Regions from separate parts of the Mus musculus genome. Here all the other regions are linked to region 2. Evidence: chromatin contacts called from public HiChIP or PLAC-seq and promoter capture Hi-C data. All regions are on one chromosome and are shown on one strand. Each heading gives the region's core, a stretch centred on a gene start, on an enhancer-like site or on the middle of the called end of the contact. The rest is flanking DNA. Distances are from core to core; before and after follow the strand shown. Region 1 holds the start of Duoxa2 (dual oxidase maturation factor 2). Region 2 holds the start of Spg11 (SPG11, spatacsin vesicle trafficking associated). Region 3 holds the start of Mageb3 (melanoma antigen, family B, 3).

Region 1 (4,530 bases), core at 106-2,605, 180 kb after region 2:
AGCGCAGAGAGTTGATCTGGATCAACGCTCTGGGTCCCCAAGAAGCCCCACATGCCCCCTCCCATTTCCTACCCCCAGGAATGGATAAGAATGTGGTGAGAATGCAATCCCGCAGGCCGCCCCGGCTCCTCTCCCCACACTCCAACTGCACGCCCTCCCTACAGAGCCCGGGGCTTACCAGCCGCACCGCGCTGGTGGTACTTCAGATTATTAAACCAGCCGTCGTAGCGCTGCACTTCCCAGGGCAGTGAGGGTGCGTCCTGGCCACCTGTGGGAGCAGAAAGCCTCCCACTTAACATTAACCTTCCAGAATGCCCTGAATGACCCGATGGGCTTTAGGCTCCTTCCTCAGCTGGCTAACTCCTGCCAATGAACGCCATCTCCAATCCTTTGGCCGCTGAGCCGAGGCGGTCAGAAGTCTTCCAACTCAATAGCTCAATAAGAGATGGCTCAACCCTTCCAGCTTCCAGGCGCCATCTGCCTTCCCTTCTCTTTCCACACTCCTGTGGGACACTGGCTAGCCCCTTCAGCAAGAGGCCCCTACTACGTACCTGCTGGGCCCAGGGGTCCAGTCAGCAGAGCGCCCAGGAGAACTAGAGTCTTGGGACTTGTTGGAAGCATGCTGTCCTTGATCCCGGCGGTGGGGGGTAGTGTGTCAAGAGCGCACACTCCCACGGCTGGTACTGGGAGAGGAGCAGAGAGGTACTACTCAGGTCCCACATCTTCACGACGCGCTTTCTGGCATTAAGACCGTCTGCCACCCTAACCCTGTCTGATGCTGATCTCAAGCACATTAACACCCTGGTCAGGAGCGCAGCGGGACTGTCTATGGGGTTTGTTCTAAAACCTAGTCCTCTCAGCCCAATTTCCCAAGTACTGCTTCTCCAGGAGGGGGATAGAAAAGGGAGAGAGGCTAATGAACTGAGAGCTAGGGACGCGCAGCCAACCTCATCCTCATCTAGGATGAATTACGTTCAAAGGGGAGAAAGGAGCTAGGAGACCCAACCTCTGGTGTAAGGGATCCGGTCCGGTTCAACAGTCTTCCGTGGTCTTGGAGATTTTGTTTCCTGCTCCGCTCCTGGGAGCAGCTCCGAGAATCTTCACCCTTCCTGGATGCCCGTTCACCCTTCGCTCTTCGTCCTGCCTAGCAGGTGTCGCTCGCGCCACCGCTAGCAGGTGTGAATGTGTGAATCAGAGGTTTGCGGTCGAGTTAAGGACAGGATTTCAGTTATTTGCATGTCTCCGCCCCTTCGTTTGCATGACCTCAACCAGACAGGACCCTGCTACCTGGTTTGGACGCCGCCCCTGCTTGCTGCCCACGCTCCTATAAAAGGAGGGGGTCTGCGTTTCTTTGTGAACACTGCGTGAAGTCGCAGGGCCAGGAAAGAGTTTCGGGAGATCACGCCTCTGCGCTTCTTAGGAGAGCCGCAGGGCTCGGACTTTTTATCACTCATCCCAGCTCGCTGCCTGCGAACAGTTCTCGAACTTCTTGCAGGATGACTGCGTGGGACGGGGTGCTACCCTTTTACCCCCAGCCCAGGCATGCCGCCAGCTTCAGCGTACCGCTGCTCATTGTTATCCTGGTGTTCTTGTCTTTGGCTGCTAGCTTCCTGTTCATCTTGCCTGGAATCCGTGGGCACTCGGTAAGGGGGTATTCAAAGTTCTCCCTAGAGGGATTCTAGAAGAAGCCGATTTCGTGGGGGTAATAGTGCGATATGGAGAGAGTTTCTTGGAGACTCAGGACAGAAGAGACTAAGGAAGATTCTCCGAGGATCAGCAGATGCAAATTTAGAAGTCTGGTGCAGTAAGCGACTCTTCCGAGGAAGAGGTTCCTTGGTCCAGGACATCCCGGGAAGAGACTCCAGCTGGCTTCTTTTGGAAGCTGCAGCAGCAGTGGGAATCAGCCCAGTATATTTGGAATTAAGTCTAGCCTTCGGGTGCGGCCAGCCCCCCCCCCCGTCTCTGGTCTCTGAATGCCTTAGCCCCTCTGTCCTGTGCTTTGAACCATGATCAAGAGAATGGGGACTTCTGTGCTTTTCTTACTGTGTTGAGTTAAAGACTCAAGAGAGTTTCACAGAAGATTCAAACGTGTAGCAAGCAAGAGAAATTTCCAAGCTCCCAGCCTCCAGGTCCTGAACTACATTGTTATAAGTCTGAGAAGACCTTTTCCTGTTGATCTTTGTTGGTTCGGAGGAACTGGCAGGTCTAGAAAAATCCGCAGTCCCTCTCTTTTAATTGACTACCAGGCCCCGGGGCCTCCCTCTTCTGGGAGAGGTGACCCCTGTCTGCCTGGCACTTGTGAACTCACTGAGTCTCACCAAGTAGTGATTGAATTAGAGGCGGAGAGCTGGCGCCAGACAGCTGGGGGTATACAGGTAGTCAGAGACTGACTGCCAGGCGAGGTAGACCTGAAAGTAGGCGAGGGGAAATGGCCAGGGAAACACATGCCCAGAATACACCAGAAACGTCGTTGGCATAGAGGAACTCGAAGGGAAAGCATCATCTTCAAAAGGTCAGGGATGAAGTGGAGTGGGGTCAAGGGAGGCCTTGAGGATGGGCTGGGTGGTACCCAAGCTTGATCCAGTGTGTATCTTTTCCTACAGCGCTGGTTCTGGTTGGTGAGAGTCCTTCTTAGCCTGTTCATAGGTGCCGAAATTGTGGGTGAGTGAACTGGGTAACTTGGGGGAAGGGGCGTGGAGTAGGGAAGGAGAGGCACTGAGAATCTGGGAGCTTTGCCGCCCTTCTTCTACTTCTCACCTATTTCTAGCACCCTTATCTGTTCTCTTGCGCGGGCTTTTCCATTTGTTTTGAGACAGTCTCTCACTAAGTAGCCCAGGCTGACCTTGAGAAGTGCTTATTTGCCCTGCCTCAGCCACTGTACTTGCCCACTGTTCTGTCCTTACTATGTTATTACACCAGGCTTCTAGACCTTCATCTTCCTGTTCCCATCACCAAGCCTCTAGTTTCCGTCTCCCCACTCCCACCCTCACCCACATGTCACTGTGTGCATCTCCCCCTAGCTGTGCACTTCAGTGGAGACTGGTTCGTGGGGAGAGTGTGGACCAACACATCCTACAAAGCCTTCAGTCCATCCCGTGTTCAAGTCCATGTCGGTCTGCACGTGGGGCTGGCGGGCGTTAACATTACACTCCGAGGTAAGGAGGTTGGTGTGGGGGTGGGGGTGGGGGTGGGAGACAGGAGATCCTGTGGGTAGGAACTGAGCGGCACGATTCTCAACCTGTGGGTCGCGACCCCTACCGCTGTTTTACAGGTGTTATCTAAGACCATCAGAAGATGCAGACCTTCATATTATGATTCCTAGCAGTAACGAAATTACAGTTAGGAAGTAGCAACAAAAATAATTTTATAGTTGGGGGTCACCACACCATGAGGAACTGTATTAAAGGGTCACGGTTTAGGAAGGTTGAGAGCCACTGTGTTAGATAGAGTGCCCTATCACGTCCCTCGGGTTCAGAAAGCCTTCGATTTAACTTTGCGTTTCCCGGTACCACTACCTAGCCTTTCTCTTTCCTGACAGTTGCCCCACCCTTAGTTCCCTATCTGAAACTCTTTAGTTTCCGGGTCCCTGGCCTTGCACAGTGCCATGACCCCCATGGCTTCCCGCAGGAACACCGAGGCAGCAGCTGAACGAGACCATTGACTACAATGAGCGTTTCACTTGGCGTCTGAACGAAGACTACACCAAGGAGTATGTCCATGCCTTGGAGAAGGGACTGCCGGACCCAGTGCTATACCTGGCAGAGAAGTTCACACCGAGCAGTCCTTGCGGGCTGTACCACCAATATCACCTGGCCGGTCACTATGCCGCAGCAACACTGTGGTGAGCCAGGGATGGGGATAGGGCAGGGTGCATGTGACCTGGAGAGCGCGGTCTCCGAAGCTGGAACTGCAGCCTCGCGGCATCATCAGGCTGGCAATCTACAAAACCCATGGGAATTCACGTCCCAGCTATAGGAGGGGGGAGGCCGAGGGGCTGGGAGGGGAGGCTCAGGACCCAGCTCTCCCGGGGTGGGGGTTGGGGACGGTTCCTCTACACCGCCAGCAGTCCTGGTCAGGGAACTCCCGCTCATGGAGCGCTGCCTTGGTCCCTCGCAGGGTGGCATTCTGCTTCTGGATCATCGCCAATGCGCTGCTCTCCATGCCCGCCCCACTCTACGGAGGCCTGGCTTTGCTCACCACCGGTGCCTTCACGCTCTTCGGTGTCTTCGCCTTCGCCTCGATTTCCAGCGTGCCGCTCTGCCACTTCCGCCTGGGCTCCGCCGTCCTCACGCCTTACTACGGCGCCTCCTTTTGGCTCACGCTGGCCACCGGTGAGTACCGACGGATGCTTACCTGGTGGTGACCGGGGTGTGTATGGGATGGACGCTCTCCGGTTTAGAGAATGGGTTCTCTTATTTAATATGTTCGTCTCCGTAGCAGGCAGAAGGTGGGCCGACACTGTTATTTTACGGTTGAGAAGAGCTAGCTCAGAAGGGTTCAGTATCTTGCCCGGGTTTGCATGAAAACTCG
Region 2 (4,596 bases), core at 2,037-4,536:
CCTGGTACTTGCTATGTAGACCAGGCTGGCCTCAAACTCACAGAGATCCACCTGTCTCTTCCTCCTGAGTGCTGGGATCAAAGGCATGTGCCACCATACCCAGTTGTAAATTTATTCCTTATAAAGTAAGTATATTACTTATTATAATCAATAAAATGGGCTTATACAGCTGGCGGTGACTCAAGTGGTTGAGAATACTTGTTCACAAATACAGTAACTGCAGTTCCAGGGGATCTGACATCCTTTCCTGGTCTCTGCTGGTACCATGCACATGATGCACATATATACTTGCAGGCAAACGCTCACAAACAAAAAATAAATAATGTTTTAAATGGGCTTTGACTGAATTGGATTATTTCAGATTTAAAAATTAATTATTTACATCTGCAGTCTTTGAGTACTCCAGAATGCTATGTTACAGAACAACCCTCCCTAATAGAACTTTGTGATGATACAAATGTTCTATTTCAGTGCTGCTCAAGACAGCCAACAATCCGTGGGCAGATATGGCTACAGGGCACTTCTACTGTGGGTACTGCAAAAAAGAACTGTTACGGTAAAGACGGTCCAGCTTAGCCACATGTGGCTGGCTAATGACTATCATACTAGACAGCATAGTCACCAAAGTTGGCTAGCAAGGACAGAGAGAGACTAATTATATTACATTATATTTTAAAATAAACCTAAGGGCTGTAGAAGTTGCTTAGGGGCTAAAGAGCTAGCTCCACAGGCTGGAGAGTGGCACTTGGATACTCAGAACCCACACGAGAGCCAGTCAGGCTTGGTGGCCTGGCTGCCTGTAATCCTAGCACTCAGGAGTCAGAGACAAAAGATCCTGGGGACAAGCTAGCCATCTAGACCAACTCAAGCCTGTGAGCTCTTGGTTTCAGATCGAGACTCTGACTCTGAAATGAAGAGGAGGGTCAGCAATGGTTCATCAGGGAAGGACACATGCATGTGCTTTGCAACCTGAGTTGGATCTCTGAACTCCATGTCAAGGTGGATGCAGAGAACCAACCGCATGGAGTTGTTTTCTGACCTCCACAGTTTTATGCTGTGCCATGTTCATGAGCACGTGCACACACACCCAAACATTAATAATAATAAATAAAAAATTCAAATTACTGTGGCAAGCAATCTAGGAAGACACTCAATATCAATATCAGGCCTCCACATGTATACATGCACACATTCACACACATGTAAAAACTAAAATAAAAAGGTCCAAGCTGGGCATAGCAACATTGTCTTAGCTACTCAGAAGGCCGAGGAAGGGTCTCTTGAGCCCAGAAACTGAACACCCTAAGCAACATAGCAAGACTCTATCACTGGGTTGGAGAGATGGCTCAGCGGTTAAGAGGGCAGACTGCTCTTCCAAAGGTCCTGAGTTCAAATCCCAGCAACCACATGGTGGCTCACAACCATCTGTAACAGGGTCTGATGCACTCTTCTAGTGTGTGTCTGAAGACAGCTACAGTGTATTCATAGTAATAAAATAAATAAATCTTAAAAAAAGAAAAGACTATCACTAATATGTATGAGCCAGATCTGGTGACTCGATAGCAATCACTTTCTTTAGTGGCTGAGACAAGAAGACTGAGTTTGGGGCCAGTCTGGGCTACAGAGAAAGACCTATCTTAAGATCAGTCAATATGGCCCAACTCTGAAAACACTAAAAGAGATGAGGCTACCACTCTGATAGTTTCAACTTCTTTTAAAAACTTTGCTTTTCTACAATAATAAGTTTATATTAAATGGGGTGGCTATGAGGTTCTTATTAGAAACACTGACAGTTCCCATTTCTGCCTTTATATACCAAGAACACACAGGCACTCCAACACACACCAGACATGAGAACAGTAGAAAGCTGGGATGGAAGTACGTGCTTATAATTCCAGCATTGGAGAGGAGGAGGTAAGAGGGTTGGGAACTCACAGGCATCCTTGGGTCCAGGCCAGCCTGAGCTCCATGAGACCGTATCACAAGGGGGTAAAAAGATGGGTTAAAATACTTGCTGACTCAGCAAACTCATCTTGTGTCTATAGAGCTGTTGAAGAGCCTGGAGACTCAAAGTGAGATACCTGTTGGCTATACAGTCTCATATAGATTGATCCTAAAATACTTACTTCCCTTTATTAAAAAGGTCAGCATATACTCAGGGGACTTCTAAACTTTATGATGTAAACTGTTTTATGAAAAGTGGAAAGCAATATAATATTGTAATTCTCTACCTTCTCAATCCATGGGAGCCTCATGTCTAAGAAACAGCGGACATGCCAGGTATGGAGTATACAAGCCTGTAATCTCAGCATTAGAAGGGGTAAAACAGGAGGATTGTGAATTGCAAGCCAATCTGGCTATATCTTGAGACTGTGATTTAAACATGGAAAACGTAGGGCTGGAATACCGTTCAGTGACCTCAGAGCACTTGTGTAAATGAATGGACAAGTTTAAAGAGGAGCAGGGGCTGGAGTGGGCGTGGTGGTGGCTGTGTTTGCAAGAAAACATTATTTTAGAGACAAAAAAAAATGCTTTAGAAATAAGCCTTATCTGGCATTTTAAAACAAAGTAGACTGTCTGGTAGTGCAGGCAGAGACAGGCCGATCTCTGTAGGCTCCAGGCTATATTTCGAGTTCTAGAATACCTAGGGATACATAGTGAAGAGGGGGAGGAGGAGGTAGAGAAAGATAGGCTTAGAACTCCTTTCAGTGACAATCTGTATTGAATTAAAGAAACAGGACCTGTGCTGAGACCCATCCAGGGTTTGCAGGGGCTATCAAGGAGTGAGACATCTTCTCTGTCCACCCAGGAAGTGAGCCGTGAGTTGCAACAAGGTGAGGATTTCACTTCGGGATGGGAAAGGTTCCGAGAGGCACGGGGCTCGATCCTGAGGAGGCTCCCCAGTGGTTCATCCTCTCCCACCAACCCAGGGGCCGGCGAGAGGCGAGCCCAGGACTCCCCTCCGGAGCGGCTCAGATTTCAGCCTCCTCCCACAGCCTGCAGCCGTCCCGCAGCACTTACTGCCTAAAGGGTCCTGGGAGGCAGCAGCTGCTCCCACCCCTGCTGCCCGGCGCCAAGGAAAGCACTTGGAGACTGCCCGCAGCCGTCAGGCTCCCCAGGGCCTCCAGCTCTCGGTGCAGCTGCGCCCGCGGTCCCAGCTGCGCCGTCTCCTCAGCTGGGATCCGCACCAGCAGCATGGGCAGGACCCGCTCCATGGCCCCGGCACAGCCGGGGGAGGCAGCACTTCCGGGCCCTGGCTGGGCAGCCATCTTGGCCTGGGCGGTCCTTCCGGTAGAGGCGCCCGAATGCGTCACGGACCTGCGCAGTGATTCGGACCTTGTGACTCTCACGAGAGAGGCGGTCCTGCGCCCGGCATTTGCTCAGCTTGGGGTGGAGGCGGCTCTAAACGGAATCCTGCAAAAACCACGCCTGCCCCTCCCTGCTCAGCTCAATTCAATAATACGCCAGGGCCTTTCAGCTGCTTGTGCTGTCCTTGCTACCAAAGATTTCTAAGGCAGGTGCTTCTTACTCCATTGAAACCCTGTTGCTGGCTCCTCTTCACTTTTTGTGCTGCTCGGTTAACAGGCATCTGGTAGTGCGCTTTTCTTGGTAGCAAGTACTCTTTTAAAGTCTAGAACTAATAAAGAACCCTCTACCATTTTAAAAAAAAAAAAAAAAAGCAGGGCTTCACAACAGACCCCCTCCCCCCATCCCCGGCTTCGAGAAATCGGCCCCTCTACGGAGTGGTATGGAGTTTTGGAAAGCAACTATCTCCATCAGATGCCTGGGATCCCAGAGTTTGAAAAATCAATCTGACTCATTTCCCCCATCAGGAAGTTTTGAAGAGCAGTTTACCAAAAATAAAATAAAATAAAATAAAATAAATTCTACAAGCCCTTCCTCCTCCTGACTGCAAAAACTAATTTTCAGACCCTTCGAGATGAATTTTCTTGTACCCGTGGGTACCCAGTCTCAGGATTTGGGAGTGTAAACTTCTCAGACCAATAGATCTCCTTTTGAGGTCAAACAATCTATTCTTTGTGGTCCTCCACCAAGGACTCTGTTACAAACATGAAGGTTAACATGGAGATTGAAGTCAAACGATATCCTTTGTAACAGATGGATGCATACAGAGTAGAGATGGTGAAATAGTTCACCTTTCAATTTCTTCTGTTTTTCTCAGGAAAGTACAATCTGATACAGAAGAGAAGAGGTAGAGAGCTATTGAAAAGGCATTTGGTCAAGCTATTTATTTGATAAAGGTTCTCTAGTGGCCTTAGACACCTGATCCTCCTTCACCAGCTTTTCAGGTTCTAGGAATACAGGATTATGCCTCCATGCCTACTTAACAGTGTCTTTCTAACACAGCCACTTCTACAAACTGAACATTTTGACTTAATGGCAACCTGCTAACATGCCTTCCTGGCTCAGTCTAAAGTCTAAAGCCCCTCTCTATTCCAGTCACTCTCAAATCATAGTATTTATGACTAATTAACATTTTATGTCAATTCCTGACCAAACTCTATGTAAGCCTGGAAATAGCAGAGACCTGTGCACCACTGTTATCTTCCTGCCTGAATCCCAGCCTGGCTCATA
Region 3 (4,200 bases), core at 738-3,237, 160 kb before region 2:
ATAGCCTCCATTCTACTAATGTATAACAGGCCAAGAATGGATGCATGCTGGTTCTGGTAGGCTATGAACTCTCTACTGATTAGGACCCTGACTGTTTTTCAAACACAACAGAACAGACTCAACTACACATTAGAGGACTTTTGGGATGGGGCCTTGGAATGAACACCCTTGCCTTGAACTCTACTTCTTGGCACCCCTCCTGCCTGATCTCTAAGAGCCAACTGGTAGAGATTAGGGAAGGCACTAGGGACTGTGCCATTGACTTTAGCTAAAACTTTCAGGACTTTCATCTTGGTTGTTTCAGCATGGGCTCTGGGTCCCCACAGGAACTCATAGCTTGGGGGATCACTGCCAGGTACCTGGCGGTACTCCAGGTAATTTTCCTGCACTACATCTCTTATAAACTCCTCAGGCTCGCCAAAGATCAAGTGCTTCTTCCCAGCATATACCCCCACTCCATGCAGAAATTGCCAGACCTCTTGCTCAGTGGCACGGTTACCCTTCATGAAGATCACACCTAGGACAGACATTAGGAGACCTGTCCTAGGCAACCCCCAGTTACTACTCAAACTTCCCTCAGTGGAAAGACCCAGTTTGCCCACCAGCAAATAGGAATGAGTGCTGGGATCAATTTCCTTCAACTCAAGACCAAAGACCAATTCTAGGCGTGCAGAAGTTCTCCTGAGGATCTCAGGGAATTGCTCCTTATACTTCTTGTTAACTACTGCCAGCATTTCACTTCTTGTAACTGCTTCTTTCATCTTAAATTTATCTAGCAGGAATTCTATCAGCACACTAGCCTTCCTCATGATAGGATCTTTCAGTGTGTGCTGAATGGAAGTCCCTGCCTGGGTGCCATCTGAACTTTTTGTATCAGGCAGGACAGTAGCATTTCTACCACCTATACCAGAGCCTGTGCAGGATACACCTGCACCAAAAGATCCAGGGTTTTTCACACCCTGAGGAGCAGAACCACCAGGGAAGCTGGACCCAGCACTCAGGTCAACAGGAGAAGACCCTGCTTCCTCTGCAGTGGGCTGAACTACTTGAACCTCCCTGCGTGACTGCTGTCGTTTAGCACGGGAGCGGCTCTTACTCTTTTGACCCCTAGGCATGTTGACTGTGCTCAGGACTGAAGTAGAAGAGCTGACAGGCAGGAATCAGGACTTCCGAACTCGTGGATCAAGCTCTTTTCTGCAAACCCTAGGATTGTTCTCTTCAGACTGGCGTCCAAGCCTCTCCTGTCTCAATCAGCATTTCTTATAGAATAATGAGATCAGCTTGGAATTTCAGTCAAAAGTGCTATCTAGACCAGTGTTTCTCAACTTGTGGGTTGCAACCCTTAAGAGGTCAAACCACAGGTTGAATAAGATCATGGGAAAACATATTTGCATTCCGATTCATGACACTAGCAAAATTACAGCCATGAAGTAACAACAAAGATAATTTTATGGTTGGTGGGGTCATCATACATGAGGAACTCTATTAAAAGCGTTTCAGCATCAAGAAGATTAAGAATCATCCAGATTCTAGATGGAGCCCACAGTCGTGTGTGAAAACCCATTTGAAAGACTCGAGTTTTAAGCGTACAGGATCACTGCCCACATCGCGAGGAAGGGAAGGGTTAAGAGTCTCCTTCATAGGTCCAAGGGCAACAGGGGCTCCCGCTAGCAAAGTGACCTAGGAAGAGAACCTCGGGGACACTCCGCGAACCTCCGAAAGCACCGGGACCAGGCTGGGTCTGGCCATCGGGAGCGCAAGGCACTGGCTCCCGCTCCAGCGCGCCAAGCCGTTAGCACCGCCCCTTCCCGCCGGCTCCACCCACCGCCGCCTAGTCGCTAACCCTGGCCGCTGGGTGCGCGGCGCGTTCTTAAACCCCGCCTCCCAGGCCAGGGCGCGCTCTCCTTGTCGCCCGGCTCTAGGCGGTTCCGTTAGCGGCGGGAGGGAAAACCGCCCCCGGCGTCCCCGCCTCCGCTGCTAACGCTTTCCTCCCTACTCCCCCTGCGACCACCCCGCAGCCCGCTACGGAGGCCCCCGAAGTACAAACGTCCCCCACGCTCCGAGCCCCATCGGAGGCTGAGTCCAGTCTAACTCCTCGGGCCCTAAGCTCATTTTTTTTTCATTGTTTTTTGTTGTTGTTGTTTCTTGTTTTTCTTTTGGTCAGGAATTCGCTCTGGTGAGTTCCCTAAGGCGGCAGAAACTTCAGCCTCTTCACGGTAGTAAAAGTTGGTTTCCCCTCCCCCGCTGCCGCCCAGGCCTCCCGCATTCCTTCCCTCCCGCCTCTCCGGATCGGGGCGGGCGGGGGAGGAGGGAGCCAGAGCGCCTGCGCAGGGAGGCCGCTTTCCATCCGGGTCCCTGTCCGTGCGGTGCAGCAGGTCGGTAGGCGGGAAATGGCGACTGGCTGAAGGAGCTGGTTCTGTTGCTGCTGAGGGATAAGCGGGAAAGACACCACCTATTGCGCAGTCGGGACCATCGCCGGAGCCCGAAGACACTTTTCTGTCGTCACAGTGAAGGTAATTCCCTTGGTCCAGACGCTGCCGTTGCTCCGAAGCTCAGTCCTCTCTCAGGGCCGTCTGCCGGGATCTCCTCCCCTTCTCTAGCCGAGCCCTCAGCGGTTCCAGCAACGTCCGTAGGCATGCACTGTTGGCGCCTTGTACGTCCACTGTCGTGGAAGCTGCTCTGGCTTGGACTTTCCCCAGGGAACGGCCAGGGAGCTCACTTCCCGCCAGCTTCAGCTCTTAGGCTGCGGCCTGTGTTGTGATTTCTGGGGTTAGATTTCACTTTGCTACCCACCCCCAACCCCATCTCACGTTCCCAGTCTCTGACCCCGTGGACCCGATAGCTAATTAAGTTAGATTGCCTTTTCGAACCTTCTTGTGGGCCCACGTAATGTTTTTGGTATTTCATTCTTGTAGGGTGCATTAGGGGGGCGTTGCTCTCTCTACTTGAGCTCTTACAGACATCCTTTGAGAATCTGGAAAGAGGTTCTTGGAGCTTCTGTCGTTTTCTGTACTGCTAAAATGTTGAGTTGACATTACTACTTTTTAAAGTCAAGTGTGGTAGTAAAAACCAGCGTGTGTAGGAGGCCTCTGATTTCCGTAGTGGTTAGTTAAGGGTGAATCTTAATTCTATTTAGCATGTTGTTTACGTTGGGTAAGTCCGTATGAGTTTACCTTTGCGTTCTTGACCAGGATTCTGTGATAAATAATTGCATAAATAAATAGTGTTTATTTACTTCTCGCCCTAGTGGTAGCTGGATGTGTGAATGACGTTAGGCACTCTCAGAGTACCTCGGAGAAACCTACTGAGATACTGCCAGGAAACTACCCTAAGCTCCTGACATGAGTATTCTTAGATGCTACTCCAAGGCAAGGCAGGGAGTGTTATCTTTCTCATGCTACTAAGACAATACCAAGATTACGGTTACATCCATATACAAATTAGTGCCTTGAAATGATAGGCTTATCTACATGTTTTAGATTGTAGATTGCCTGTTACTTTGATTCATGAAATGCCAAGCTACACATTTGTGTTTGTGGTCCAGCAATTATCTCTATAAAAGCAGTGACATGGCATGTGGAAGCTAGTTTTTACTGGCTTTTGTTTTGATTTTTCTTTTTTTAATAGAGTTTCTCAATTTTTTTTCAATGGTTTGGTCATGTCGAGTTTGGGGCATTATAGGTGTTTTCTCCCCTGGAATAAAACGGAAGATTAAAACATGGCTTATATTACATATTAGTTAATGTTTCTCACTCAGTAGCCTTCTGCTTCATAGGTGCAGCCTAAAGTACTTCACTTGCTGTTCACATGTTAGGATTAAATTTCAGTAATAAGCAGGCACATGCAAACATTATAGTTTTTATTTGAAAGACTTAGCCCAAGGTCATAAAGAAAGTCAAGGTAAACATAGCTCTTATATGAAGTAGATTTAGGAGTGACCTGGGCCTCACTGCTCTTTCCTCACTGCTGCTTGATTTCGGGGTTTGGGGAGTGAAAGTTTAGACAGCCTGAGTCCTTGTTGAGTCATTTCATTTTAAAATGGGACCAATTATGTTACTCAGAAGAATTGGGATAAATTATGTCTGGTGCAGGCTTTCTCTGTGTTTTAACAATGTTTTAGGGGTAGGTTTTTTGATAAAATTTAGTTTATAGGTAGCAGAATCAGTATTGTACTACATTCAACTAGACCCTATATTCTTT

Evidence for each region. HiChIP or PLAC-seq counts read pairs in DNA pulled down with a chosen protein or histone mark. Capture Hi-C pulls out chosen DNA fragments and counts their contacts.
Region 1: a contact with region 2 is called in an H3K27ac HiChIP or PLAC-seq map of embryonic stem cells, with 10 read pairs. The contact joins the promoter of Duoxa2 here to the promoter of Spg11 in region 2. A contact is called at or near these places in 5 of 39 promoter capture datasets (cranial neural crest, embryonic stem cells, maxillary cranial neural crest and 1 more), 3 of 484 Hi-C or Micro-C datasets (embryonic stem cells and muscle stem cells), 7 of 115 datasets of contacts at active chromatin or transcription factors (embryonic stem cells and pancreatic cancer cells) and 2 of 9 other capture datasets (adipose tissue and liver).
Region 3: a promoter capture Hi-C map of liver shows a contact between it and region 2. The contact joins the promoter of Mageb3 here to the promoter of Spg11 in region 2. A contact is called at or near these places in 1 of 39 promoter capture datasets (erythroid cells), 7 of 484 Hi-C or Micro-C datasets (CD8 T cells, embryonic stem cells, muscle stem cells and 3 more), 4 of 115 datasets of contacts at active chromatin or transcription factors (the SCID.adh cell line, effector CD8 T cells and embryonic stem cells) and 3 of 9 other capture datasets (adipose tissue, liver and pancreatic islet).

What each region holds. Positions count from the first base shown.
Region 1 is chr2:122,297,545-122,302,074 of GRCm38.p6, forward strand. It overlaps Duoxa2 (dual oxidase maturation factor 2), which reads left to right and starts at 1,356. Exons shown (of 6, transcript NM_025777.2): 1 at 1,356-1,643; 2 at 2,604-2,661; 3 at 3,021-3,155; 4 at 3,628-3,841; 5 at 4,117-4,331. The coding sequence starts at 1,497. It overlaps Duox2 (dual oxidase 2), which reads right to left and starts at 683. Exons shown (of 33, transcript NM_001362755.1): 1 at 552-683; 2 at 179-268. The coding sequence starts at 621.
Region 2 is chr2:122,115,100-122,119,695 of GRCm38.p6, forward strand. It overlaps Spg11 (SPG11, spatacsin vesicle trafficking associated), which reads right to left and starts at 3,287. Exons shown (of 40, transcript NM_145531.2): 1 at 3,022-3,287. The coding sequence starts at 3,269.
Region 3 is chr2:121,954,105-121,958,304 of GRCm38.p6, forward strand. It overlaps Mageb3 (melanoma antigen, family B, 3), which reads right to left and starts at 1,988. Exons shown (of 1, transcript NM_008545.2): 1 at 1-1,988. The coding sequence starts at 1,115. The coding sequence ends at 123. Ctdspl2 (CTD (carboxy-terminal domain, RNA polymerase II, polypeptide A) small phosphatase like 2) reads left to right here and starts at 1,897. Exons shown (of 13, transcript NM_212450.4): 1 at 1,897-2,513.